2 separate regions of the Sus scrofa genome follow, and region 1 is linked to region 2. A link is a contact called in public Hi-C data. All regions are on one chromosome and are shown on one strand. Each heading gives the region's core, a stretch centred on a gene start, on an enhancer-like site or on the middle of the called end of the contact. The rest is flanking DNA. Distances are from core to core; before and after follow the strand shown.

Region 1 (5,616 bases), core at 120-2,619, 79 kb after region 2:
CACTCATCTCTGTCTCCCACCTTCAGTTTTTCGTTGTTTCATCCTTCTTTCCTTTGCTTACTGAGCGCCCCTCTCTACACCTCAGGTACTGGGCTGGGAGCTAAATCTTAACACTTGCCAAGTGCTTCACAGTTTGCAAAGGGCATTGCCATCTACTGTCCTGTGGTAACCTGCCATGGTAGTGACCCTGGGTCATGACCCCCAACACCCCTAAGGAGCCCTAGCCTTGGAAGGGTTAGGCCAAGGCTGGGATGGATAAACCGACAGCTGCTTCTTTCTGCTCCCAGTTGATCTGCTGCTGGAGTTGCCAGAAAATCCAAAGATGGGCTGTATAAGTGAGACACAATTTTGCATAAGTCCATTTCACCAATGTGGAGACTGAGATTTGGGGACAGTCAGTGGCTGGTTCATGGCCACACGTCCAGTCAGTGGTGAGAGCTTAGGTCTGTCTCACTCGGAAACCTTTTGGATCATGTGACAAGCATACGATTAGAATGCCAGGGTCTCCAGTTCTGGTCTCAGTTCTGCCACCCACTGCTGTGTGTTCTTGGGCAAGTCCCCTAGTCCCCCCAGGGTGCCATCTTGAGGGCACAGTTGGCCAGTCTCAGGACTAAGTTTTCATTGGCCCATGGTGAAAGAAGAAAATTTCATATAACCTAAATGTATTAACTTGAGATTTTCTGATTTAAGTCCTACCTATTTTGTGAGTATCAAATGACACATTCTTTTGTGCTAGAGATCGTAGATGGTGTTGGGGTTTTTAATAAGTCTGCATGTGACAAAATAAGATCATGGTAACCCTGTGACATTCTCAAGTCCTCTCTTCAACAGTGTATTGGCTTGTGAAAGCCCAAAGCATTGGGGCCCCCTGGACAAGATGATGCCATCTTGAGCCTGGAGACCCCAAGACCTTCCTGAGGATGGGGAGGCCCAAGCATGGTGACAGGCTCACCTACTGGCCTCTTCTCTCGGGATCAGACCTGAGACCCTAGTCTTTGCCCAGCTCGCCCTTGGGCCTGCAGCTATCAGCCGCACGTGCTGGGCAGGATTCCAAGGCAGGGTAGGGGTGAGGGCAGTGTGCCGACACTTGGGATATATTTTATTTCCTTCCTCCTTCCCTTGCAGGGTGTTCCAAGAGCACCCTGGGGATACATGTAGACTCGGGACAGACGCAGAAAGAACCGAAACCCACCTCTTCCTGCTTGAGAGTCGAGGTCAGCGGTGGGCACTGACCAACAGCGCAGACACCTGCTCAGGCCAAGGGAGGGGCTGCATGTCAGGCCCTAGGCGCACAAGAGGGAGAGGTCAGAGAGGGCTCCTCAGAGGTGGCAGTCCATCTCCTGGAATTTGGAAGGCTTGGCCGGGAGCCCAGGCCCAGTGAGGTGTTACCCAGTCCACTCAACCCAGTAGGCCGCAGGAGGTGACGCCTGGCCCCTGAGCCAGACCGGGAAGGTCAGGGACACAGGTCTTGATGCGGTGGGGAAGGATGATGAAGGCGCATTGGGCGTGGCTGGGCTGGGAAATATCGAGGGGAGGGGGACAGGAAGACCCGCTTGGCCTCGAATTGAAAGCCTTTTAGGAGCTGGGAGGTAGGAAGTTCCCCACCCCCTCAGTCCCATTAGCGCTGCACACCCTCTCGCACACTCTGACTGTGAAACTGCTTCTTTGCCTTTGACAGCAGAGTGGCCACACCCTGGGACAGAGCGGCCACTTTATGACTAGGGTGACCTCTCTGGGTCTCATCTGCAGAGGGGAACAGCAGTAATCCCTCGCCTCATGAGACTGGGTGGGTCTTGAGGGAGGGGAGGCCTTTCGTTTGTGTGGCAGGAGGTGACTCGCCGGCTTGTAGCTTAGCACATCTAGGACTCACAGACCACGAGAGCCTCATGGTTACAGGTAGGGAAACAGGCTTCAGGAAGCAGGAGGGACTCACTTGGTGCATGGGTTCTGGGGGGAGCCTTGCCAGAGTATGGAGAAGGGCTCCAAGCATGGCCTGGCATTGATGCTGGCTCCAGCACTCACTAGTGTGTGTCCTTTATCAGTTACGGCCCCTCCCTGGGCCTCAGTTTCCACACCTGTGAACTGAAGTGATGACAGAAGTTCACCAAGGCTGTGGTGAAGACGGCACCAGGCTCGTGGAAGGCACTCAGGGCTGCCTGTTGCCTGTCTTCTCACCCAGCATTCTCCGGGCACAGCTTCTTTGCTTCCCCACCTCTCGGTGCCTAATGGAATTCTTGTTGCTGGGTGAGAAGGTTGGTGCTGGAGTTTCACAGCCAGGCCGGGATGGTGCTGCTTTCCCGGCTCTTGGGAACACTTAGACCAGTGCCAGATGGATGGACGGAGAAAGGGGCAGTGGCTGGGGTGTTCCTGGCTGCCCACCTGCTGGGACTGGCCTAGTGCCCACAGCCACATCACCCACCACAGGCTAGAGCTGTCTCTCTGCCCGCTGGCTGAGGGGTAAGTCAGCTGAGGGCAGGGAGCAGGGCCTCTCCCCCACCCTGACCATTAACTAGAACCATGAGCCTCCTGGGTGGGGGCTGTGAGACAAAATGATACATCCCCAGAGGCTGGCCTGAGGACCTGTGACTGGGACCTTAAAGCCAGGCAGAGGACAAGGCAGACACCCTTTGGGGCTATACCCAGCCCGAGGCCACAGCAGAGCGGGCAGCCTACAGGAGGCCCCTCAGGCGGACCTCCCAGTACATAAGAGGGTGTCAGGGGCCCTGTCACCCTGCTGCTCTGGGCTTCTAGGCAGGGCTGGGCTGAAGGCAGGCAGAGCCGACCTCATCCAGGCTCCTGAACGAAACTGTCAGCAGTGCTTTCTCCCTTGGCTTTGACTGGACTTTGATCAGTTTCTTTTGAAGGCGCTGACCCAGAAAGGGCCTCGCCATGTCCCCATCAGGCCCCCAGCAGGCTTTCTCCCTCTGCAGAAAGCCCAGCCAGGGGCCCGTGTGGGAACACATCAGCTCACTGGGCAGTCATGGGTGCCCACCTGCTTCTCAGAGCCAGGAGCTCAAAGGAGAGACCGGGCGTCAAAACACTTCAGAATCTGAGAAGCTGGCCACACACGAGAGCAGTGAGGGACAGGCTCCAGCCTCCATGTGGTCTTAGGTCTGGGCTCAGAGCATTGCTAAATTCAACCAGACAAGCAGAGATGCTCCAAGCTGGAGTGAAAAGGGATTGAAGTCATCATTCCTGGCCACCCCTTTGCTGTCTGTGGGGAAACTGAGGCTGGAGGAGGAGCAGCAGCACACACCCGAGAGAGCTGGCAAACTGGAGGCCTTGAGGAGCGATTTCCGTTAGCACTTTGAGATCCTCAGCTTCTCTGTCTCAGAAGCGGCTGCAGTTCTGGTGAAAACCTGTACTTCCTGCCAAGAGAGCCAACTCGAGGGGTGAGGCGTGGGGGTTGCTGGGAGACTCGGCATAAAGCTCCAGGCTGGAAGGGCTCCTGGGGGGCTCTGTCCCCCACCCACCCCACCTTCCTATGCCTGAGTCTCCTTGGAGGGGTGATTTATGCCTCCTGATAGCTTAACTTTGCTGTTCAGGTTGATGCTTAGACCAGGTTCAAATCCCGGAGGTGCCACTCACTGGCTGGGTGGCCTTGGGCAGGCTGCCGGTGGCTACAAAGTCATGGATCCTCATCTGTAAAATGATGGGAGGACCCAGTGAGTCACGTGTAGAGTGAGCCACACAGAGCACAGCACCTAGAAGGATGTAGGTGCCCGCTGCACATAGTCCCTCCTTTGGGTGTGTGGGCGCTGGGCTGTCTCCTGCTGGCTTGTCAAACTCCATGGGCGGAGGCCGGATATAGGTTGTGGTTGTGTACCCACAGCACCTGGCACACAGTAGGTGCTGTGCTCTCTGTAGCTTTGTAGCCTGTGTGTGGATCAAATTTGAGGACAGCCTGGCAGGAATTAGGTGTTCCGGTGTGTGTGGAGTGCCAGACACACACCCCCAGCCCCAGCAGCCAGGCAGCAGTGCCACCTGGGCTCCGCACCCGGAATAACATCCCCGTGCCCTGTGCTTGCCCTGCAGACGCCAGCATGTCTCCGGATGCCACCAAGCCGAGCCATTGGTGCAGCGTGGCCTACTGGGAGCACCGGACACGTGTGGGCCGCCTCTACGCGGTGTACGACCAGGCCGTCAGCATCTTCTACGACCTACCTCAGGGCAGCGGCTTCTGCCTGGGCCAGCTCAACCTGGAGCAGCGCAGCGAGTCGGTGCGGCGCACGCGCAGCAAGATCGGCTTTGGCATCCTGCTCAGCAAGGAGCCCGACGGCGTGTGGGCCTATAACCGCGGCGAGCACCCCATCTTCGTCAACTCCCCCACGCTGGATGCGCCCGGCGGCCGCGCCCTGGTGGTCCGCAAGGTGCCCCCCGGCTACTCCATCAAGGTGTTCGACTTCGAGCGCTCCGGCCTCCTCCAGCACGGGCCCGAGCCCGATGCCGCCGACGGCCCCTACGACCCCAACAGCGTCCGCATCAGCTTCGCCAAGGGCTGGGGGCCCTGCTACTCCCGGCAGTTCATCACCTCCTGCCCCTGCTGGCTCGAGATCCTTCTCAACAACCACAGATAGCGGCCCCGCCGCCGGGCCGGTGCCCAGAGACACAGCCCCACCGGAAGAACCCCCCCCCAGATATCATCTACCTAGATTTAATATAAAGTTTTATATATTATATGGAAATATATATTATACTTGTAATTATGGAGTCATTTTTACAATGTAATTATTTATGTATGGTGCAATGTGTGTATATGGACAAAACAAGAAAGACGCACTTTGGCTTATAATACAGATATATTTTCTTTCTTTTCCTCCTTCCTCTTTTTTTTTAAGAGAATGATACAGCAGAGCTAGGTGGAAAAGCCTGGGTTTGGTGTATGGTTTTTGAAATATTAATGCCCAGACAAAAAGCTAATACCAGTCACTCGTTGATAATAAAGTATTCGCATTATAGTTTTTTTTTTTTTTTTTTTTTTAACTGTCTTCTTTTTAACAAAGAGGGACGTGCAAGGCTTGTGCGGGTTTCTAAACCATCAGGCATCCTAAAACTGGATATCAGTCTTTTACCAGATAAAGAGTTGAGCATATACATTGAAAAGGGAGGAAGGGAGTTCCCGTCGTGGTGCAGCAGAAAAGAATCTGACTAGGAACCATGAGATGGTGCGTTCCATCTCTGGCCTCATTCAGTGGGTTAAGGATCCGGTGTTGCTGTGAACTGTGGTGTAGGTCACAGACGCAGCTCGGATCCCACATTGCTGTGGCTGTGGTATAGGCCAGTAGCTATAGCTCCTATTCAACCCCTAGCCTGGGAACCTCCATATGCTACGGGTACGGCCCTAAAAAACAAACCAAAAAAAAAGGGAAAGGGAGGAAGGACTTGCTCTTAAGACCAGAGAAGGTTCTGATGTTCCTTCCTGCTCATGGCTGTGATGTGTCCACAGGACTTAGAGGGGAGGAGGGAGAGTACATGGGCCATCCATCCTGGGTAAGCGCTTCCAGTCTGATGGCCAAAGCTCATGCTCTGGCCTAGAGGAACTCTCAGGCTGAAGCAGAAGCCTCAAGTCCATGCTTACCATCTCTGAGTTGTCCACAGTCTAGAAGAAGACACTGA
Region 2 (5,935 bases), core at 1,626-4,125:
TCAGATCCTGTGTTGTTATGGCCTGTGGTGTAGGCTGGCAGCTACAGCTCTGATTGGATCCCTAGCCTGGGGCCAAAAAAAAAAGATAGTACAGCTTTAAGTGCAGTCCAAGGGGTGGGACCAAGAGTACTTGGCTACCTGAGCTGCTGAGTCCTGTGTGCCAGGACCTTCTTTTTTTAATTCCTACTGCGGTCAAGCAGGTCCATTTCATAGATGAGGAAACTGAGTCTCCCAGAGGTTAGTTTGTTGCTAGTTTAGTGGTTTAACCTGGTAACAATTGACTCCATGCTCATTTCACTAATAATAGCTCCCATTTACAGAATACTTATTGGGTACCTGACACTGGGCTAAAGCATTTGGATCTTCAGAACAACTTCCCAGTGTCATTATTGCCAGTTAAGTCTCAGGCTCCCTATCTATAATCAATAATTTCGGAGTAACAATAACAACCTACTGAGGGTTGTTGCAGGAGGTAAAGGAAATTGCCCAAGGTCACACAGCTAAGAGGCAGCTGAACCCAAGTCGATTTGGTTCAACAGAGTAACAGTTAAGAAGCATTACTCTGTGCAAAATACAGGCTGCCTGGGGTGGCAATAGTAGAGCCAGCATTTGATTGCAGGGGCTATGGTAATAGGTCCCATAAGTACAGACAGGACCAGAAAAACCATCCTTTCTGAGAGAAAGTAGTAAGAAGCAAACAGGCAAACAAAAAAAAACCTAAAAGTAGGTGATGTTAGGAACTGGTTAAACCAGTATCCCCAACATTGTATGTATCCAAGCGGATATTAGAATGATAAGAGATGATGCACAGATAAATTTCCTATTCTGTGTATTTTATTTATTTATTCATGTCTTTTGTCCTTTTAGGGCCACACCTGCAGCATATGGAAGTTCCCAGGCTAGGGGTTGAATCGGAGTTGTAGCCTCCGGCGTACACCAAAGCCACAGCAATGCCAGATCCAAGCCGCATCTGCCACCTACACCACAGCTCACTGCAACGATGAATCCTTAAACCACTGAGCGAGGCCAGGGATCAAACCCACAACCTCATGGTTCCTAGTCGGATTCGTTTCCACTGTGCCACGGTGGGAATTCCCTGTGTATTTATTTTAAAATGATAACTATAACTAGCACATTTGTGACTCCAGGGCTATTACTGCTTACAAGGCCAACTGATTTTTTAAATTAATAAGCGTCGATAACTTGTGTACACTTTTCAGATGTTCTCTCAAGCTCTCAAATATGTAACAGCAAGTTATGCTGGTTCTGTCTTCAAATATGTCCAGAACCTGATCTCTTCTCTCCAAGCCTGCATGGCCTCTCCTGAGCCACTGCGTCTCCCACCAGTTCCCTACTCCCAGCCCTGCCCCTGCAGTATAGTCTCCACATGGCCGCTAGAGGGAGCCAGTTAAAATAGAAGGCAGATCTGTCTCTCCCTCTCCTGGCTTCCAGGGTCTCCCAGCTCAGAGGACAAGCCAAAGACACATCTATGGCCTGTGTGACCCCCCCACCCCCACCCCCACCCCAGTTTTTCTCTCATCTTATCACCTCTTTGATGGTCTTGGAACATGCTCAGGACCCTTGTACTTGATGTTCTCTGAGCCTGGAACATTCTTCCCCCAGTGTCAGAGAGGTTCCCTTCATCATCAAGATCTTGCTCAAATGTCACCTTCCCAGAACAGCATTCCATGACCACTTTCTCTGAACCACACTCACCCTCTCCTAGCATTCCTGTCTCCTCTTCTCTGTTTTATTTTTGATCTTGGCAACTTTATCTTCCAAGATGCTGGATACCTGATTATTTTGTTTATGGTCTGTCTGTCCTTCCACTAGGTTCCTTGAGCTCAGGGATTTTTGTTTTGCTCACTGCAGGATCCCTAGCACCTGGAACATGGCCTGGGACCCAATAGGAGTTTGATGAGTTGGTGTCCAATAAATGAATACGAAGTTTCATTCAAGCACATGTGCATTTTTTTTTTTTTTTTTTTTGCTATTTCTTGGGCCGCTCCCACGGCATATGGAGGTTCCCAGGTTAGGGGTCGAATCGGAGCTGTAGCCCCCGGCCTACACCAGAGCCACAGCAACGCAGGATCCGAGCCACGTCTGCAACCTACACCACAGCTCACGGCAACGCCGGATCGTTAACCCACTGAGCAAGGGCAGGGACCGAACCCGCAACCTCATGGTTCCTAGTCGGATTCGTTAACCACTGCGCCACGACGGGAACTCCCACATGTGCATTTTTCAAGAAAGAAGGTCCAGGGTACTCATCAAAGTCTCAGAAGTGTTGTCTACCACCAAAGGGGGCAACAGCTCCCCCATTCTGGACCATGTTGGCCAAGTAGATTGACCTTCTAGAGATGCAGACATCACATAGCCAGTTGGGCCTATAGTGTTCTCCTGAGAGTTAATAAGTGAAGCATTGTTTTATCCATTAGTTTTCTGTGAAGTGGGCTGGGTTGAATCAGTCTCCCTGCCCTTCCATCTCTACATAGCAAGAGGTGGCCCAGACACCCTCTATGATACCTCCATTCATATGCAGTGACTCCTAGAGCCTGCCTCTTCCAACCGTTGAGAAGCAAGCTCTGTCTTGAATGATTTCTGCCATTTCATGCCTTGTGTCTTCCCAGCTAATGTGGAAACATCCCAAAGCAAAAGATCGTGTTTTTCTGGGACCAGATATTAAGAAAATGGACACTCAAGCAGCCCTGGGTTCAAGTCCCATATCTGCCACTTGTTATTTAATCTCTCTGTTTCCTTCTTTTTTAAAAATGGATCCTATAAGAATAAGAACTTCTTCATGTTGTTGGGAGGATTTGATGAGATAGTGCATATAGGTGTTTGGTACAGGATGATGAACAGCATGGAACTTGGCAAAGAAAACAATTTTAATTCCAGCATATCACAAACATTAAGTGCCCTTATGTGATAGGAGTTATGCTAGGGACTAGGGAGACGAAATGGGACAGGCCCTCTCTTGTGTACATTAGCTTCTCTGATAGTGCAGAGTGGCATCAAGTGTCCTGTTTCGCTCAATGGGGCTGTGAGTGGCCTGTGCCTGGCATTTCAGCTTATTTAGCCACAGGGGGCTTACATTCCAGAGGCAGAGGATTGCAAGGTTTACGAATTGTGAGAAAACACAGGGTTCTCTGAGGGGAATACTAGAATGATGGGGAGGGGGCAGATTTGAATCTGAGGGGTTACCTCTTCATTATTTTGTGAGTAACCTGGCTGCAGAGACCTGTGGAGCAGCAACTGGGACCTCACTTATCTCCTCTCCTGCACCCCAGGGAATTGGAGCTTGTTCTCCAGAAGGGTGATCTAGGAGGATGCCTGTAGGCTGAGGCTCCGAAGCATGCCCTCTGGGCACTGCGACACACACCCTCTAGTGGTCACAAGTCAGGCAGTAGGCTGGATGGGCCCTAGAAATCCAAGGACAGTGGGACTGCCACCATCCTTTTAGTATCCCTTTCTGATCCTATCTCCACCGTGACACAGTCTTTCTAGAATGAGGGATGACTCTGGGACCTCATGTTGTTTAATTTTGGTAACCACCTATAGCATGATTCCTATTCCCAGTTTACAAATGAGAGCCCTGAGGCTAATAGAGCTGAGGGAAGTTAAGTAGGGTCAGTACTGGACTCAGGCCTACCAGGCATCATCCAGCTGGGACCTAAAGGCGCCCCACCCCACTGGCACATCTCTGGGTTGAGCAGGAGCAGAAGGCAAACTCTGTCTGAATTACCACCCAGGGAGAAGGTAGCCCTCCCTTGGAAGGTTACTACTTTAGTTGCTCCTTGGCCTGAGGCTCCAAGCACAGACCTGGCATCCCTGAAGGAATCCTGCAGAAAGGGGTGAGCTGGTACCTCAGGGAGGTATGGGGGTAAGGGGGAAAGAGCCACAGCTCACAGATTTGCCTCCAGGGTTAGGGGCTGAGCATTTGAGGAAGACTTGAAGGGTAGCCCATCTGCCTGCTGGTCTCCCTTTACCTTTGCTTCACACCCATTTATGCCTCCCCCCAGCCAAAGTGGCTGGGTTTAAATCCAGCCTCTACCACTAACTACAGGCTTGTGCAAGTTACTTAAGGTCTTTGTGCCTCAGTGTCCTTAACTGTAAATTAGTGCTTAACAACCATGCCTACCTCCCAAAGTGTTGTATGGAGTTTGGGGCCTCACTCCACAACAGATTCAGCACGTCCAGTGGACATTTTGAAAAACACTGTCCTGAAGGGTGTGCTCTGGCAACACAGACCCACCCCACTTTCTAGCTGTTGGGGGAGGGTGCACAATGGTTTATACCTCTCTGGTTTTAGCATTTCAGTACTTTCAAGACTATCTTCTTTTCAATGGCAAATTAAGTGAGCAAGTTCCTATTCCTCAGTTTCCTCATTTATAAAATGGAAATAAGAGTATCAGTGTTGTTGTGAGAATGACTAAAATCTTTGTAATGCTTGAAACATGGCCTTGCCCATAGTAAACACAAGTTATTGCAATCCATGGTCAAACCAGCAGATACCCTAATTAAAACAAGCTATTAAAAAACTACATTACATTGAGTTTCTCCTTACATTAATTTCCCCAGGGGCAAGAAGTGATCGAAAAGGGGGTACAAGATCCTTTATTCTTTAGTTGTCCTTTAGGTGTTGCTTACACAGGTGTTTTGTTCACTTGTGAAAATTCACCCTGTTTACTTGCGATTTGTGAACTTAAAATGCACTGTCTTGTAGAATCTTCATGGTTCTGTGAAGAAAGCAGGGCAGGCATCAACAACCCCATTTATCAAACAAGAAACTGAGGTCAAGACAGCTGTTTTCATTAGGCCGAAGTAGAAGGGGATGAGGGTGGGGAAGATTCTAAGTCCTGCCCTCAGTTCTCCAGAGTAACCGCCTCTCCCAGAGGGTGCGGAGCGAACAGTGCCTGGCTCCAGGTGAAGTTCGGCAAAAGGTTCTGAGTCCTTCCTACAAACACCGCCCTTCCCCCAGGGCACACACAACTCGGGCCCACTCGGGGACTCACACCACCGCACGCTCACAAGGCCAGCCCCACACGTGGGAACCCCCGAGGGAGGCGCGCGCGCAGGCGCCCCCTCTGCCCTCGCTGGGGAATGGCGCCCAGCCCCGGGCCAATGAGAGTAGCGGAATTTCTTTCATTCAGAGCAGGGCCGGGCTCTTGCCCGGAAAGGGGCGGGGCGCCAGGCCCGGGGCGGGGCCGACTTGCGCCAGGGAGAGGGCGGTGCCCGCCCCGTGGCCCGGCCAATCGGCGCCGCGCCCGAGGGGGGAGGGGGAACCAGGTCTTTTTTCCCTCCGCTCGGGGCCAATCCCGACTTTACAAGCTTGAACTTTTGCCACCCTCGGACGAGCTAGCGCGCCCGAGGAGGTACCCCGCCGCGCCGGCTCCAGGGGCAAGAGCGGCCTTAACCCTTCCCGCGCCGGGAGGCCTGCTGCTGCGCCCCCACCGGCTCATCCTGGATCGGGGGGGGGGGGGGGAAGCGGTTCCCCCAACCCACCCCCATTCCCATGGTGAAACGTTGTTGGGGAAATCACGAGCCCTACTACCTATATTCCTCTTCGCTGTGCAGAGAATAAACTGGGGAAGGGAAAGGGGTGGAAGAATCACTCAGCCTCGAGGGGGCCCGGGACACTGGAGGCCCGCCTAGCTCTGAGGAAGAGACTTGGCGACTAAGAAGAGCCGAGAGAAGACATCTCCTGCCTCTACCCCACCCTCTCTAACTCCCTGTTCCTGCAAGCCTGGAGCCCCCATGCGGGAGGCGTCCCACGCTCCGCGGTCGGCCCAGCGGAAAACCCCTGACTGCGCAGGGGGTGTGTAAACCGCGTCCTCTCACGGAAGATCCCGCTATTGCACAAATCAGCAGCCCCCTTTGCACCCCAAGAGATGCAAGCCACGAACGCACACACGCACACCCATTTTTATAAGCC

What was found. A called contact is a pair of places that touch in the nucleus more often than the background predicts.
Region 1: a contact with region 2 is called in a Hi-C map of retroperitoneal adipose tissue, with 1.8 times the contacts expected there. The contact joins the enhancer-like site here to the promoter of SMAD6 in region 2. A contact is called at or near these places in 3 of 5 promoter capture datasets (fetal skeletal muscle and liver), 13 of 47 Hi-C or Micro-C datasets (alveolar macrophages, brain, embryonic fibroblasts and 7 more) and 2 of 2 datasets of contacts at active chromatin or transcription factors (alveolar macrophages and skeletal muscle).

The regions. Positions count from the first base shown.
Region 1 is chr1:164,730,127-164,735,742 of Sscrofa11.1, forward strand. It overlaps SMAD6 (mothers against decapentaplegic homolog 6), which reads left to right. Exons shown (of 4, transcript XM_003480446.4): 4 at 4,036-4,958. The coding sequence ends at 4,577. Among named protein-coding and RNA genes, the nearest start is that of SMAD6, 80 kb to the left of the region's middle. Within about 2 kb of position 1,370, at least 13 of the 83 cell types and tissues checked have an H3K27ac peak or open chromatin away from gene starts, as enhancers often do. A contact at or near this core is called in alveolar macrophages, omental adipose tissue and retroperitoneal adipose tissue, where this site is marked.
Region 2 is chr1:164,649,727-164,655,661 of Sscrofa11.1, forward strand. It overlaps SMAD6 (mothers against decapentaplegic homolog 6), which reads left to right and starts at 2,876. Exons shown (of 4, transcript XM_003480446.4): 1 at 2,876-5,935.